Regions from separate parts of the Mus musculus genome. Here all the other regions are linked to region 3. A link is a contact called in public Hi-C data. All regions are on one chromosome and are shown on one strand. The core of a region is the stretch at or near the end of the contact, and the rest is flanking DNA. Distances in the headings are between cores, read along the strand shown.

Region 1 (4,667 bases), core at 865-3,364, 780 kb after region 3:
CCTCTGCTAGCTAATTCAGGATGAGACCAGTCATTTCTTCTGTGTCCCCTAGATAGTTTTGTTTTGTTTTAAAAAAATAAAAAGTTTTGAAAACAAATTCCTCATTGCCACACTTTCAAAATCTACTCTTGAGAAACCCACTATGGGGTTCAAGGATTCTATTTATATCCCCATTCTTCATAAGGGTTTTCTGATTAAGCTTCGGAAGGAAAGAGGGTTTTCTGAACAGTCAGCAGGCCTGACCTATTCACACATTGGGAGGATTGCTTTAGAAGAGTGCCGAGGATTTGTCCAGGGGCACACATACTGGGGGATCCCCTGGGCTTCCTCCTTCACTGGTCATGACACCCAGAGAGTTCTCAAAGAGCTACTTGCAATCACCAAGTCAAATGGGTCTGAGCTCTGAGAGGATTCCAGTCACACAGGGAAGAGTGCCGGACACTCAGAGCCATCTCTTGGAGCCATGTATGGCTCTGGCACTACATCACACTTGGAAATTAGATTCTCGGAGATGCCTGCACTTTGGCCCAGTTTGTGGCTTCTGTAGGAAGACTGTGAATGCATAGCTACTTCTGAGCTGACAGGTCTCTTTAGTGGCCTCACAAATAGGATTTATTAGAATTTAAAATTTGTCATCAGAATGGAAAAGGGATTGTGTCACCAGTGTTTGCAGCCAAGACTTCCTAGGCCCCATGCAACTCACTTTTTTCTCCTGCTCCCCAGCCAGAGTGCCTTACTGGGCAGGCGAGGGCACTTCTCTGGCTCAGTTTTACTGGAATTGGCCTCATCTTTGTGTGATCCCCATCAATATTTTATAAAAGACATTGTAGTTAGTGCTTCAAAAGTTAATATTTTGCAGGCCTGGAGAGATGGCTCAGCAGTTAAGAGCATTTGCTGATCTTCCAGGAGACCCTGGATCAGTTCCCAGGTGCTCATTTGGTGGCTGATAAACACCTGTAACTCCAGTTCCAAGGGAGTTGACATCCTCTCCTGAGCTCATAGTCACCAGGCACACATTCAATGCTAGACATATATGCTGATAAGACATCCATACACATAGAATGAGTTTTTAAATTAATGTTTCAGTCTTTTCTTTCTTCTTTCCTTCCTTTTTAAAATAATTAGCATGCTTGTTTATCCCACACAGTGCCATGAGCCTCACATTTGGCTGAGTTGGACACTGGGTAGATGGGCTAAAGCCCTCTTGTCTGCTCAGCATCATCTAGCAAAAGGCTAAGGCTTGGTCCTTGACCTGCTCAGTATCATCACAGAGAAGGCTATGTCTTGGTCCCTCATCAGAGCGTATAGATTCTATTGCACATGGAACTCCTCTTTTCCGCTCTTCAGAATAACCTTTACTCCCACCTTGCCCCATTGCCTCCTAATTCCTTTTCGGTTCCCTTAAAGATCTGGTGAAGACTCCGTGATGACCCAGCTTGTCACCATATAGGTGGCAACAGTTACCAACGAGTTCAGGAATAATGATAACTTTATTATGGTGACCTAAGATACAGTTATATTTAGGGCAGCTTGATATAAAGTCTCTTCCTTTTCCCTTCCTTTCCATTTTTCTTCTCCTTTTCCCCCCTTTCCTTCCTTCTTTCCTGTATACTCTGGGGGCCCAAACCTAGGGCTTCATACACGCTTGGCAGAACACCCCTAAACTACCATTATGGGATTCTTTGAGTAGCAGATTCATTAGGCACACTGAAAGGAAGATTTGCCTTGCAAAACGAACTATATTATGTGCAACATTTTAATAAGACCAGTGTGTAAACAAAACAAACTATTTTAATGTACACCATCAGATTAAGCAATAAAGTTAGAAAGAACTTACCAAAGAGACTTCCACTTTCTTGCAAAGTGGGGTTTCACAGGGCACACATAGTTGATGTCACATACAATGTAAACCTTCTACCTACCAACCCACTTGAAACAGAACCTCCTGTCCCTCCTGTTATCCCCATTTGCTTTAGTGGCAGCCTATTGTATAGGATCTCAGTGTGTTGTGATGGCTGTAGAAAGGGCATGTGACCTTAGTTACTGTTGTTCCAGGGCAGGTGCCCAACATAATGCAAGTCATGTGGTTGGTAAACAAGTGACTGGATGAACTAGGTTTCACAACAAGGCCAAGGCAGGTTCAATGATTTCCAGTAACCTCAGAGCTAGCACATGGTATGGCCAAGATGCTCGTCCTCCTGGCCTCATCTACTTGCTAGCAGGAACCTGTGCTGAATAACAAGGTCACAGCAACACATCCCCGACTGTTCCACTAAACATGCACATCACACAGCCAGCCAGTTAGCTCCCCCGCGCCCAACCTCTGCTCATTAAGCAACTTTCTGGATGTATCCTGGCTCCTCAGAGGCGGGAAATACAATGGCCGGCTGTGTACTAGCTGGAAATGATCACTTGCCTTGCTGAATCAAGGACACTCTGGCATCTCTACATGCTGCTTTCCAAGTCTGGCTAGGGGATGCCTATCCATTTCATTCTGTGTGCCCGATAGCATCTAGGATCAGAGCTGGCAAGGGCTGGCACGAGATCTGCACTCTGTCACCTGAGAGAGCCTGTGGCATGGTGCTGTTCCAGAGAGGCCATCTGTCGCTTTGCGAGGCGGCCTCCCTGGGTGGTACCTGGGTATCACTGTGTTCTATTTTTAGCAAGGCAGTGCTCTGACTACAGATATCTGGTGTCGCTTGGGAGTGATAGTGAGGAGTGTGAATTGTGAGCTGAGGCACACAGAGATCAACCTGACTTAGTGTGAACACAAGGGCACGCCACAGCTTTATTTCAGGTCTCTCTGACAAGGTTCACACGGGCTCTTTTTAAGCCAGACAAACCATCTTCATGCCAGTGAGAGGAACTCAGAATACCACCACCACCACAAAAAATGAGATGTAACTAGAAACTTGATAAGAGCCAAAGCATGGGTAGCTAAAATGTTTTTACTTGTGTAGAACATGGAATATCCCCAATGCATGCAGAGCTTTAAGAAGTGGCTGCTGAAGCTTTAATAAGATGAATCTTTTATTTTATGAAAGTCAAAGCCATTTTTACTTATATTTTTCCTTTTTTTCCTCTTTATGTGTATGGTATATACCTGTGCAGCATGCACATGTGTAAGCTCGTGTGTGTGTGTATGTGTGTGTGTGTACTGGTGCACACAAGCAGGTACACCCTACGTTGAATGTTAAATCTACCTCTATTGCTTTTCCACCTTATGTTTTAAGGCAAGATCTCTTAAACCCAGAGCTCACTGATGCGAGCTGTCCTTCCTAGCCTGCATGGTCCATGTCTCCATCTCTTGAGGCTGAAAATTGCAGGTGGGCCACCTGGGTCAGGATGCCCACATATCATTTACATGAATTCTGGGGATCTGAATTCAGATCTTCTTGTTTTGGTGGTGAGTGATTTAACTACTGAGCCATCTCCCCATCTCTCAGACTTACGTTTTTTTCAATGTCATACTTCATCCTCAAAGTCAGGACAAAAGGAGATGCTTGTTAAGTAAATGCCTCAAACTAACATGTCGAGCTGCTTGCTCTTGTTTACCTCCATATGTAAATTTATAATGTTTTATGTCTTAAAATAAAATTTTGTTTCAGTGTCTTATTACTTAGTTTCTACTACTGTGCCAAAATACCACAGCCAAGGCAACTTATAAAAGAAAGCATTTAATATGGTTTATGGGAATAGATTCAGTCTTTCTGAATTATCAAAGCCCACCCTAGTGACGCACCTTCTCCAATAAGGCCACACCTTCTAATCCTTCCCAAACAGTTCCACCAATCAGGGGCCAAGTATTTAAATATATGAACCTCTGGGGACCATTCTCATTGAAACCAACCCACATGTGCTTGTTCTAGAAATTAAGATGTAATAAAGAATTGCCTTGTGTGTGTGTGTGTGCATGCTCGTGCATGGGGGTGTACAAGTGTGTGGGTAGGAGTTCACGTAGGTGTGTGCACACAAGAGGTCACCTTGAGCCATCATTCCTCAGGTGCCATCTGCCTTGGGTTTGGATTTTGTTTTGAGACAGTGTCCCCCATTGGCCTAGAGGTCACGGGGTAATCAGGGTTGGCTGGCCAGCAGGTCACAGTGACCAGCTGTTTTCACTCTCCAGTGATGGGACTACGCTTATGCACCACCACGCCTGGCTTTTAAGATGCAGATTCTGGGAATCACACTCAGGTCCTCTTGCTTGCAAAATGAACCTTTTATTGGCTGAGCTGTCACTCTGGCTCCCCAATGATTTGCTGCGGGAAACTAAACTGGGTAAATCTCTCGACTCGTTAAAGGCATAGATACCATCGGCAAAGGCAGCTCTGCTGTTACAAAGGCTCACACAGGATGCTGCTGCCGGCTCTTCTACCTGAGTGAGATAATGAAAGATGAGGTGGCAGTGGCCAGCAATCCAGGGGGCACACAATGGGCAGACCCTGAGCAGGAAGTGGTGACACTGTGAGCACCCTAGCCAGGAATGTAAGCCAGGAAACCATGCTTGGTGTGAATGGTTTTCTTTATTTTTTATGGTAATCTTGTTTACTGTCATATTTATCGTGAGAACTATAAGTGATTTTACACTAGATCATAAAAACTATGTATGGTGTCAAGAATCATGTAGGATAGGATGAGGTTAGGAGGTGACCTTCCTGGAGATAGCC
Region 2 (4,828 bases), core at 866-3,365, 990 kb after region 3:
CAAGGTGGGATTTGGTTATGATTGTAGGAGTGATCCTATTTGTCTTTGAATCGTATGTGTTCGATAACTATCTTAACATTATCTCATCCTGTATATAGTCAGCTCACCCTAAAATGCTTCTTCACAGCCTACCCTTTTCTACCTGCATTCCCTGATGGTCTCCAGAGGTTGAAAGCCAACAGAGTGGAGACTCTAAACTCATTTCAACCCAACTTCAGGCCAAGGCAGCTGGATCAATCCAGTGTCAACTGGGTGGTCTTAGGGTTTCAGATCTTGATACTGTAAAGAAGCTCATTAAATATTAACAAGTCTGGGGTCACTTGGACGACCCCTCCATCAGCAGCTTGTAAAACCACAAGACTGTGTGGATACCTCAGAACAGGACCTGAGTCATGCCTCTGGCCCAGAAAGGAGCTATGACATCCTGAAGTACCCAGAAGGTCATTACTAGATAACTATCTAACCCTAGCTCCAAGATCCCTATACCATACAAGATTAGTGTACAGCTGGGGGCTTTCTAAGAAAGAATAAAGACATACCCGCTCACAGAGTTAAACCAAGCAGACCCCTGAAACAAAACAAAGCATGCAAGGAAAACTGTCTGTTCTAGAAACTTAGGAATGGTGCAATGCCTGCCTTCGATGTCGATGTCAATGTCGATGGACCCTCTGGCTCCAGCCCTGTCACACCTTGAAAGCAGACTGTGCTGTACAATGAGTTCTGTCTCTCTTCTGTGCTGAAGGACATCTGTACATCAAAGCATTCACAGAGCTGAGTAATAACACACCCGGTAAGATTGTCTGAGGTTGCTGCAAGATTGTACAATGTGTTATAGATGGAATAAAAGTGGTCAGGGTCACCCCCACAGTATCCCTGACATGCCTAAGACCAGCTCTCTGAGGAGGGGGAACTATAAGCCAAGCATCAGCAAGACAAAGTGAGGCCTCTTCCTCTAAAGGCCAACAGAGACATGCTGTATCCCCTGCTGGACACAGAGCAGGTCTAATTCCCAAGGAACTGCTCTTTCATCCTCACAGAAACTCTATAACTGACACGTTGGCAGTGGGCTGTCTCTGTAAAGATGCCCAGACTGTGCCCTACAGCAAGTACTGCCTCTGGGAGTTTTCCGATAGACCAGCAATGGGATCTGTAGAAAACAGGATTGTCCTGTTCAGGCACAAGCCACTGGTTCCTTACAAGGCTGGGTTAGTTTAAAGAGCCCTGGAAGAGAGGAGCAGGTACCCACACAGTCTCAGCCCCTTGTCTAGACAACAGAGTCCCAAAGGGTATTGTTCAGTTCATTCCATTCCTGCTCCACGTGTCCACTAGAAGAACCACAACAAAAGATCTTTAAGCCAAAGAAAAGACATGGATACACACTGGGTGAGTATTAAGAAGACCCAACTAGAAAGCTTGACAAAAGAAAATATTGCTCTTAGTCCAAAACAAGGTAGATACGTAAATATCAGACTTAAAGTTACTGAATGGTTAAGCAGTTTTATTATGAAAAGCTGTAAGTCAAGATCAACAGCATATCTATAATCCCAGAAATGGGAAGGCAGAGACAGCACACATACATGTACACACACATACACACACAAATACATGTACACATATACACACATACGCACATGCACACACAGAAACACATACATGCATACATTCACATGGTTGTACACATACACACACACAGAACCACATACATGTACACATAACTACACAGTTGTACACATACATACAAAGATATTTTAAATTACAAGAAAACACTGAAAACTACACACTTGCGTAGAAAGAAGCAGGTAAAAACGGAGAAGCAAACTGATGTGATAACTGTAATAATAAAATGAATGGAGCAGGGCCTTCTCTCTGGAGCACTGACATGTTCAGGTGACCTGCTTCTCAGGCTAAATAAAGAGAAGGGTGTGCAGAAAGGACAATCCTGCCTTAACCCACTCAGCCACACCTTCCTTGCTTAATCTCTCTTTCTAAATTTAGACACCGTATTTGAAGGTGATGAATTAGAGACTATGCTGATGCTGCTGACACTGCGTGCTTAGCCCCTAGCCCACTGACCTTCGAAATGATGGAATTTCCATGGCCCCTGAAGACACATCTGCACACAGGGAGCACGGTGTACAGACACAGGCGTGAACCCTGCCCCCGCCTCTGTGATCGTTAGAGATCAGCGCCAGCAGTGGGGTCATCTGGAGTCCTCTTCTGAACATTGATGCTCCCAAGGACATAAAGCTAAAGCACTTCGTATTTTTGCCTATGGTGACTCCTCCCGATTCTTTTTTGTTTAAATTATGTTGGAATCTTTTGCTTATCTAATGGAGGATGGAGAGCCATTTCCAACTAGGAAAGTTCACTTTTACCTGTGTTAAACTTCACTTTGAAGAGAAGTTGCACTAGTTTTTATCAGATTGAAAAAAGGGATAAACATCTTTCAAAAATTAGTATATTCAACCTAAATCACAAAGAAAAACACTAATGTGCCATATAAGGTTTTATTTTAAATGAAATATTTCCCCTCGAGCCCTTAAAGAGTCTGTGTTGTCAACATGCAAACGAGAAAACTAAACTTTGAGCATAAAAGTAAGAGAGTGGATATTTTTACATAAAAAAAAAAATCAAAGAAAATGTTTTTAAACTTTCACGATATTGAAGGCATTTTTTTAAATTACATAAATGAAGCCCAGGATTCACGGTATGTGTCCCATAATTTCTACACAGCTGAAAGCTGGATTGCTCAGAGCAATACCAAAGGCCATGTTTAGAGCCTCCGTGAAACTCCCAGAGACACAAAGGATTATGTCCACGGCCTGGTCTAGTGTGTGCTGCTGCTAGACACTTCGCCTGACACCGGGATGGATTCCATCCATTTGTCACCACTGCACTCGGCTGCTGGTTCCCTCACAATGAAGCTCATTCACCTATGTATAAGTTAGCACTGGCGTTTCTCACATTCCTTCTTCATCTCCTGAAATTACCTCATTATAGACAGACCCTTCTGGTTTCTCTGTCCACCTGTTTACCTGTTTCTCTCACCCCCAACCCCCACCACCCTCATGCATTCACAAATTCACACCTGATCGTGTACAAAGGGCTCTTGGACGCCTCCCACAGTGGCCCTGCTTCTTCTGAAACATTCTGGATTCTGCCAAATGGAACACTCACTCCTTCCTTGAAACTCTTCAGGGTCTCCCAGCTTCCAGCCATTTCTAGTACAAACTCTTACTCCTGTTGCTATTAGTGTTGGCTACATTAGTGACTATCCTTCAGAACAAGCCTGTGCTGTGTGCTTGGGCTTTGTACATTGTTGCAGAGCAGAAGCCATGTCTGAAATATCAGACTGGAGTCCAGACATCAAACTTTAGCAATGGAAATGAGGAAGTCCTATGAATACCAAGTAGTGAGCATGCAGATTCCATACTACACGAGGCAGAGAGTTGGAAAGGACTCTACTCCAGAGAAACAACCACTAGTTAAGAACAAGAGGCTCAGCTGTAGCCCACACGGGTCATCTCCAACATCAGTGCAGATACCAGGGGACGAATACAGGGGCTGGAAACACAGAGTCGCTGACTGTCTTTGACAACTGCCAGGTAGAATGCGACGAGCCCCTTCTAGACAACATCCAAAGGTGACTGATAAAATATTTAAGATGCTTCTTTTCAACAGGAACTCAGAAAACATGAAAGTTCATAAAAATTTCAGGACAGAAATTCACTGGTGTTCACTGGTGCCCCTTAGGAACTTAGGCTATGCTGGCAACCTACATTCTGAGTTCTAATATTAGGGGTAGGCACCTACAGAGAGAGAGGAGATAGGGAGACGGAGGGAGGGAGGAAAGGAAGGAGAGAGAGAGGGGGAGATGGAGAGTTGGGGAGGAGGAGATAGAGAGGGAGAGGGGCCAAGTCTAGTAGCCAAGAAAGATCAAAGTTCTGGCCAGAAACCACAAATCTACAAACATCACACAGTGAGTTAGGGAAGACACAGCCCACTGGACAGACAAAGGTACATAGATAGCTTGGCTTTCACTCTGGCCATGGCCTAAGGGTCTCAAACCCCTGTACACAAAGAAAAGCCCACTCCTGGGATCTAGGACTAGGATTTCCATTAATAAAGAGGCCCCCAAAATCCCAAACCAAAAATCTATATTTAGTGTGACTACAAAATAGAATGTCCTCCAGACTAAATTCAGGCCTCAGAAGAATTCCACACAGAATGTACCTTCGTAATAACAACACCCGCACTAAAAGCCTGAATGAAGATACCTCAGGAGCTTCTGCAGAGACAGCTGAAAACAGGCCTTCCCCAAAAAGGACATGCCCCGCCCCCTCCATCTCCTCAGTGAGGGTGTGGATGGAGGGATACACAACCAGAAGCCATTATCAAGGACTCCAATCTACAGGCTAGAGTGACCACCCGGAAGGCAGGTGTAATGTTAGCTTTGTAGCGCAGGACCCAGCAAAGGTCAGCATATAAACCCTTGTCTCAAGGCCGGCATGCAGATAGAGGTCTCTGAAGGCTCAGACCAACAGCGCCCCCTGGCAACAGGCTGGAGCAGCTACAATTCCCCCAAGCAGGAAAGCACCCTCTTCAACCCACAGAAGGATATCAATGCATGCCGACTCAGAATCGGTCATCTAACAGCTCCGACATCTCGTAACCACAGAGATGTCCTTAGCCGAGTATGTGCTCAGAGAGCTACTCACAAGAGCATCTCTTCTGGTACCACAGACACCGGGCACACATGTGGTACACACCCATACACGTAGGCAAAAGGCACATAAACATTTAAAATATATATATTAAAAAGATAAAA
Region 3 (4,872 bases), core at 1,420-3,919:
GCCATTTTTAAAAACCTTATAACTAACCCTGATTAAATTAAAGCAAGAGACAGATGTGTTGTGCAAACATCATTAACTATGTATATATAGAATATTTGCATCATAGACACCTTCCGATAGTTTTAGTATTGTGGAGGAATTTTTAAAAAAGAAGATTTTAGTTTTAGTTTTAGTTACATGCTTCCATGTGAATGTCTGTCACCTGTGTGCTGTGTCCACAGAGGTCAGAAAAGGGATGGCTTCTTTCATCTCTCCTACAGTGGGTGCTGGAAACTGAACTGGGATCTTCTGGAATAGCAGCAAGCATTCAGTTGCTAAGCCATCTCTGTGTAACTGATCTGACTGATCTGAAAGCACTATGTACGTCAGGCTTCATTGTTACCTCTTTGCGTGCCTAGTAAATACGAAGGCTTTAAAATGCCCAGAAAGCCCTGCTTTAACAAGAGGGAAGCATGCCATGCTGGAAATCTAGCCATCTACCCAGAGCTAATGGAGCCATGGAGCCCGGAGAAGGACTTACAATGGACACTTTACTAAACAGACACATTCCCTAACTACATTATGAATATTTGTCGTTATACCCACAGACAAGCGTAGTTCTCGCTGCTAATCAAGGGAACTTCTCTTTGCAACAGAGGAAGGGCATTGCCAAAACCCAAAATGAAACAAAACAACAGAAACTGATAAAGAGAATCCGTGGAGCCCAGTCCCAAGGATCTGTCACAATACGGCTCCTGCACCCGAGGCTCAGGGATCCCTGTAGAACAGGGGGTGGGAAGATTGTAAGAGCCAGAGGAACAGGAAGTGTACTGTGAGATCGCGTCTCTGGAAACACAATTTTGGTTATGCTCATGAAGTCCCCTCATCATGGCTGCCTAAACAAGAACTGGATGACACCACCGCCAATGGACATGCGACCACGGAAGGGGAAGCTCCAGGGGCCTCCACCCTAGAGGAAGAACTATGGGCAACCAGGAAACGCGGAGAGCAGGAGAAATGATCTTCTCCAGGTAGAGTACGTGAATTGGTTATCCAGTGCTAGTGGTCAGTCCTTTAAAGGGTTTAAAGATTTATTTATTTTATGTTGTATATGAGTACACTGTTACTGTCTTCAGACACACCAAAAGATGGCATCAGATCCTGTTATAGATGGTTATGAACCGCTATTGTGGTTGCTGGGAATTGAACTCAGGACCTCTGGAAGAATAGCCCGTGCTCTTAAATCACTGAGTCATCTCTCTAGCCCCCAGACCTAAGGTTTAAACACAGGTAACATTATCAAGACCAAGCAGGCAAACAGGTTGTATTTATGTATATATGTGGTGGTTTGAATGAGAATGGATCCCAATAGGTTCATATTTTTGAACACTTAGTGCCCAGTTGGTGAACTGTTTAGGAATGATTAGGAGGTATAGCCTTGTTGGAGGGGTGTGGCCTTGTTGGAGGAGGTGTGGCCTTGTTGGAGGGGTGTGGCCTTGTTGGAGGGGTGTGGCCTTGTTGGAGGGGTGTGGCCTTGTTGGAGTGGGTGTGGCGGGGGGGGGTTGAAAACACATTTTGGCTGCTACATCCACAGCTCATCACCTTTGGGAGCTGCTTGTTTTGGGGAGGAAAGATCTATGTTCAGAGTTCACTGTTGAGACTGCTCAGAGTTGTTAGGAGGCCTGAAGCTAACTGAAATCAGCGATGAGGGGATACATAAAGAACCCTTGTGTCTCCGTGGCGACAGCTAAGATGTGCGTTAAGTGTCCCACAGTAAGCGCATTGCCCTCCTCTGTAAAACGCTGTGGATAATGATCACAAATTGCCTGTCATCTCTATTCTCTCAGCTCAGAGGAAGACTTGGAAGTATAAGAAATGATTATAAGAAATTACTTAGAGAAAACTTGAGGGCTGAGGAAAGGCCTCACCCTGTGTCAGCCTAGGGTAGGTAACCAGCACTCTTAAGGCAATGCAAAGTTCTTCGCTGCCCCGAACTAAGGCTTTCTGTTAGGAGCTGTGTGTCCCCACCTCTCATGTCTGTTGTTAAACTCGTCCCAGGATGACTATGTGTGTGTATATATATATATATTGCAGGGCGATGACTGTATTTGGATAAAGCTTTCACTAAAACAGAATAAAATGGCATTCTCAGTGTGGCTCCCATGCTGTATGGCCTGTGTCTATAGAAAGAGGGTGATAGGACGTGGTCATTGGGTCTCAGTGAGAACCATCGATTTGGGAGCCTACATGGGCAGCCTCAGGAGGGACCACGCCTGCTGATAACCTTTGACTTCTAACCTCCAGAGTGGCCGGCTGCATGTGCTACATATATATGTGGTTGCTACTTTGTTTCTAAGGTTCTAGGAAGAGAGTAAAGGCTCTTTCCCCTAGGTGAGAAACCCTGTCTTCTTCATACCTCAAGCCAGTTCTAAAGGCCCCATTTAAATATACCTGGTGGCTGCCTTTTTCTCTGTTATTAAATGGTGACTACACATCATTCAGCCGTAGTTCACATATATAATGCGCACACCCAAATGCTCAGAGGCTGCTTGGATGTACAGCAAAAGGCTTTGCCATTGACCCAGCTACACTGCAGTTAGACGTGAGCTAGCAGGGTCCTGGAGTGACTAGTGAGCCAATAGTTAGGCCAGCAATGAATGTAACTGTTTATATTGCAGATGGTGACCCTGAACTCTGATCTTCCTGCCTCTATCTCCTGAGCATCAGGATTACAGATGTGTGCCAAGACTCCCAGTGCTGGGTATGCTTGGTAATTATTCTACCAAATGACCCACATCTCTACCCTGCCAATTTGCAATCAATTGCAGGGCTGACTCTTGAGTCCCATAGACTTAAAAATGACCCCCTCCCTGTCATCCATGCATGCTTAACTCCCGAGCTCTTTCTGTGTTGATACATGACTTGAGTTCTGTATTTTACCAAGTGAGGTATGCTAAGTCTGGGTTATAATATCAAACGATTTTAGGTTTTACAAACAAACTTAGAAAAAAGTTTTAATTGTCTTAAAAACCAATTATGCCTTCAAAGTTATGCCTTATCCACAATTTCCTTTAGCTAATTTTACTCTATAGATCAATACCCCAAAGGACATGTTTAGTTTGAAGAATTACGTAATGAGATGTTATGACATCAGGGCCAAACCAAGGTCTCTTCCAAACCTCACTGCCATATTATGGAAGCACTGTGGGACTTGCTATTTACAAAGAGGGTCCCCAGGGAAGCCACATAACTTGGTCAAAGTTATGGTCAGAACTATGTCTCAGACTCCGTAGTGGGTCGGTCTGATGCTGCTTGTATTCTAATGCTAAATACTGGCTCTCAAGATGTGGTGTCTCTCTTTCAGATAACTCTGGCTTGTGTCAAGTTGACATAATATTAGTTACCATACAGTCTGACTTCCAGGTCAACTCCTCAGTCAATAGAGAATATTACCAACAGATAAAATCAGAAATAGTAACCATAGGCTGAATACTAACTGCTTTTATATTGCATGCAGGGCAATATTTTAGAAATTACATTAAAAAATATCAATTCCACACGATACACGTGAAACAGCATGAAGAAGAGAGAAAGGCCCTGTAACCAAACGCATTCTAGAGATGGTGGATCAAATGGAGTTGTTTGTTTAACTGAACAACACTAAGTCTGCAACATTAGAGGGAGCCATTCACAGGTGCCGTATTTATGGATCCTGTTGTCACACAACCACTTTCAAGAAATAGCAAACATGAGTGAGTAGGGGTATATTCTGTTTTGCATGGAGGACTATCTGAGCTGTTCTTGGGCCCAGAGATGGCACAGAAAGAGGCTCTTGACACCCTGGAACACTGTTCTATGCCAAGTATTGCCACCATCACTTTCTGGCATTTTAAAACATGTTGCTTATCTGTCAAAGCAGTCAATTAGTTTAGGCGCCTTTAACGCCTTTGGCTATTGTTTATATGTCTAAAAGATACATTTGGAAAGATAAAAGTTTTTCTTGTTAAGAGATTTTTCCAAATATGGTATAGGGATTTGGGTGTGCTCCATGACGGGAGCTGTGAACTGGTGGTAGAAGCTAATAAAACCTGAAGTCAGCCTGGCAGCAGCTAATGTGGCCTGGTGCTCCTCACTCCTGGCTCAACCTGAGTTCTAGACCACCCAGAGCAACACCTGGCCGTCTACAACGTCAAGGTTCAATATTTTCTTTTTGGTTGGCCTAAGGTTGGAGAGCAGCTTTAACAGCCCTGTTACCCAGCAGCGTTCTGTCCCGTCAATAAAAACTAGAAGGAACGAAGTCCGGGGCCTGATTTACTGTTTCTCTAGTGCCTGCGTCAACTTCCAAGGTCCACTTTCCAGTGACACCCTCTGCCTTCCATCTTCCTCCTTATGGCCACTGCCAAGAACCCCAGAGCCTGATCAGTCTCTATCTGATTTCAATAAACGGTTTTTGAGTTTCCTTCTGAGTCTTTTTTTATTATTGTTCTTTTATTAACAAGACAAAGCTAATGGTTGTTATGATAGGAAAGGGACAACACACTCACTGGAGGTTTTTCCTTTAACTTCCTGTTGATTCTTTGTGAGTTTCATACCATGCACCCCTCCTCCACTCGTTTTTTCCACCCCATTTCTGCCCTTCACCCTTGCAACCTCCCCCCTCCCCAATAAAACACACAAGCAAGCAACAGACAATAACAACAAAGCATAGAGAACAGTATGTCACAGTGTGTCCCACAGTGTGTCGCTCTGTGCTCTGTCCACACACCTTCACTTGCAAATGCTCATTGCAATGAGTCATTGGTCTGTTTCGACCAGTGACACCATCAATACTGGATCCTCATCAGGACTCCTCCTGGCTATCCTGTTGTTGCCCTGTGTCATCAGCAGGATTGG

What was found. A called contact is a pair of places that touch in the nucleus more often than the background predicts.
Region 1: a contact with region 3 is called in a Hi-C map of liver, with 10 times the contacts expected there. The contact joins two enhancer-like sites. A contact is called at or near these places in 1 of 484 Hi-C or Micro-C datasets (liver) and 1 of 115 datasets of contacts at active chromatin or transcription factors (the NIH/3T3 cell line).
Region 2: a contact with region 3 is called in a Hi-C map of liver, with 4 times the contacts expected there. The contact joins two enhancer-like sites. A contact is called at or near these places in 2 of 15 datasets of contacts at CTCF or cohesin (the NIH/3T3 cell line and large pre-B cells), 5 of 484 Hi-C or Micro-C datasets (B cells, bone marrow-derived macrophages, liver and 2 more) and 10 of 115 datasets of contacts at active chromatin or transcription factors (the NIH/3T3 cell line, astrocytes, bone marrow-derived macrophages and 6 more).

Annotation. Positions count from the first base shown.
Region 1 is chr6:146,124,932-146,129,598 of GRCm38.p6, forward strand. All of the region lies in intron 55 of Itpr2 (inositol 1,4,5-triphosphate receptor 2), which reads right to left. Among named protein-coding and RNA genes, the nearest start is that of Gm35768, 17 kb to the right of the region's middle. Within about 2 kb of position 2,115, at least 29 of the 459 cell types and tissues checked have an H3K27ac peak or open chromatin away from gene starts, as enhancers often do. A contact at or near this core is called in liver, where this site is marked.
Region 2 is chr6:146,335,481-146,340,308 of GRCm38.p6, forward strand. All of the region lies in intron 26 of Itpr2 (inositol 1,4,5-triphosphate receptor 2), which reads right to left. Among named protein-coding and RNA genes, the nearest start is that of Gm35596, 120 kb to the left of the region's middle. Within about 2 kb of position 2,116, at least 5 of the 459 cell types and tissues checked have an H3K27ac peak or open chromatin away from gene starts, as enhancers often do. A contact at or near this core is called in liver, where this site is marked.
Region 3 is chr6:145,342,207-145,347,078 of GRCm38.p6, forward strand. No RefSeq gene overlaps it. Among named protein-coding and RNA genes, the nearest start is that of Gm38926, 3.8 kb to the right of the region's middle. Within about 2 kb of position 2,670, at least 5 of the 459 cell types and tissues checked have an H3K27ac peak or open chromatin away from gene starts, as enhancers often do. A contact at or near this core is called in liver, where this site is marked.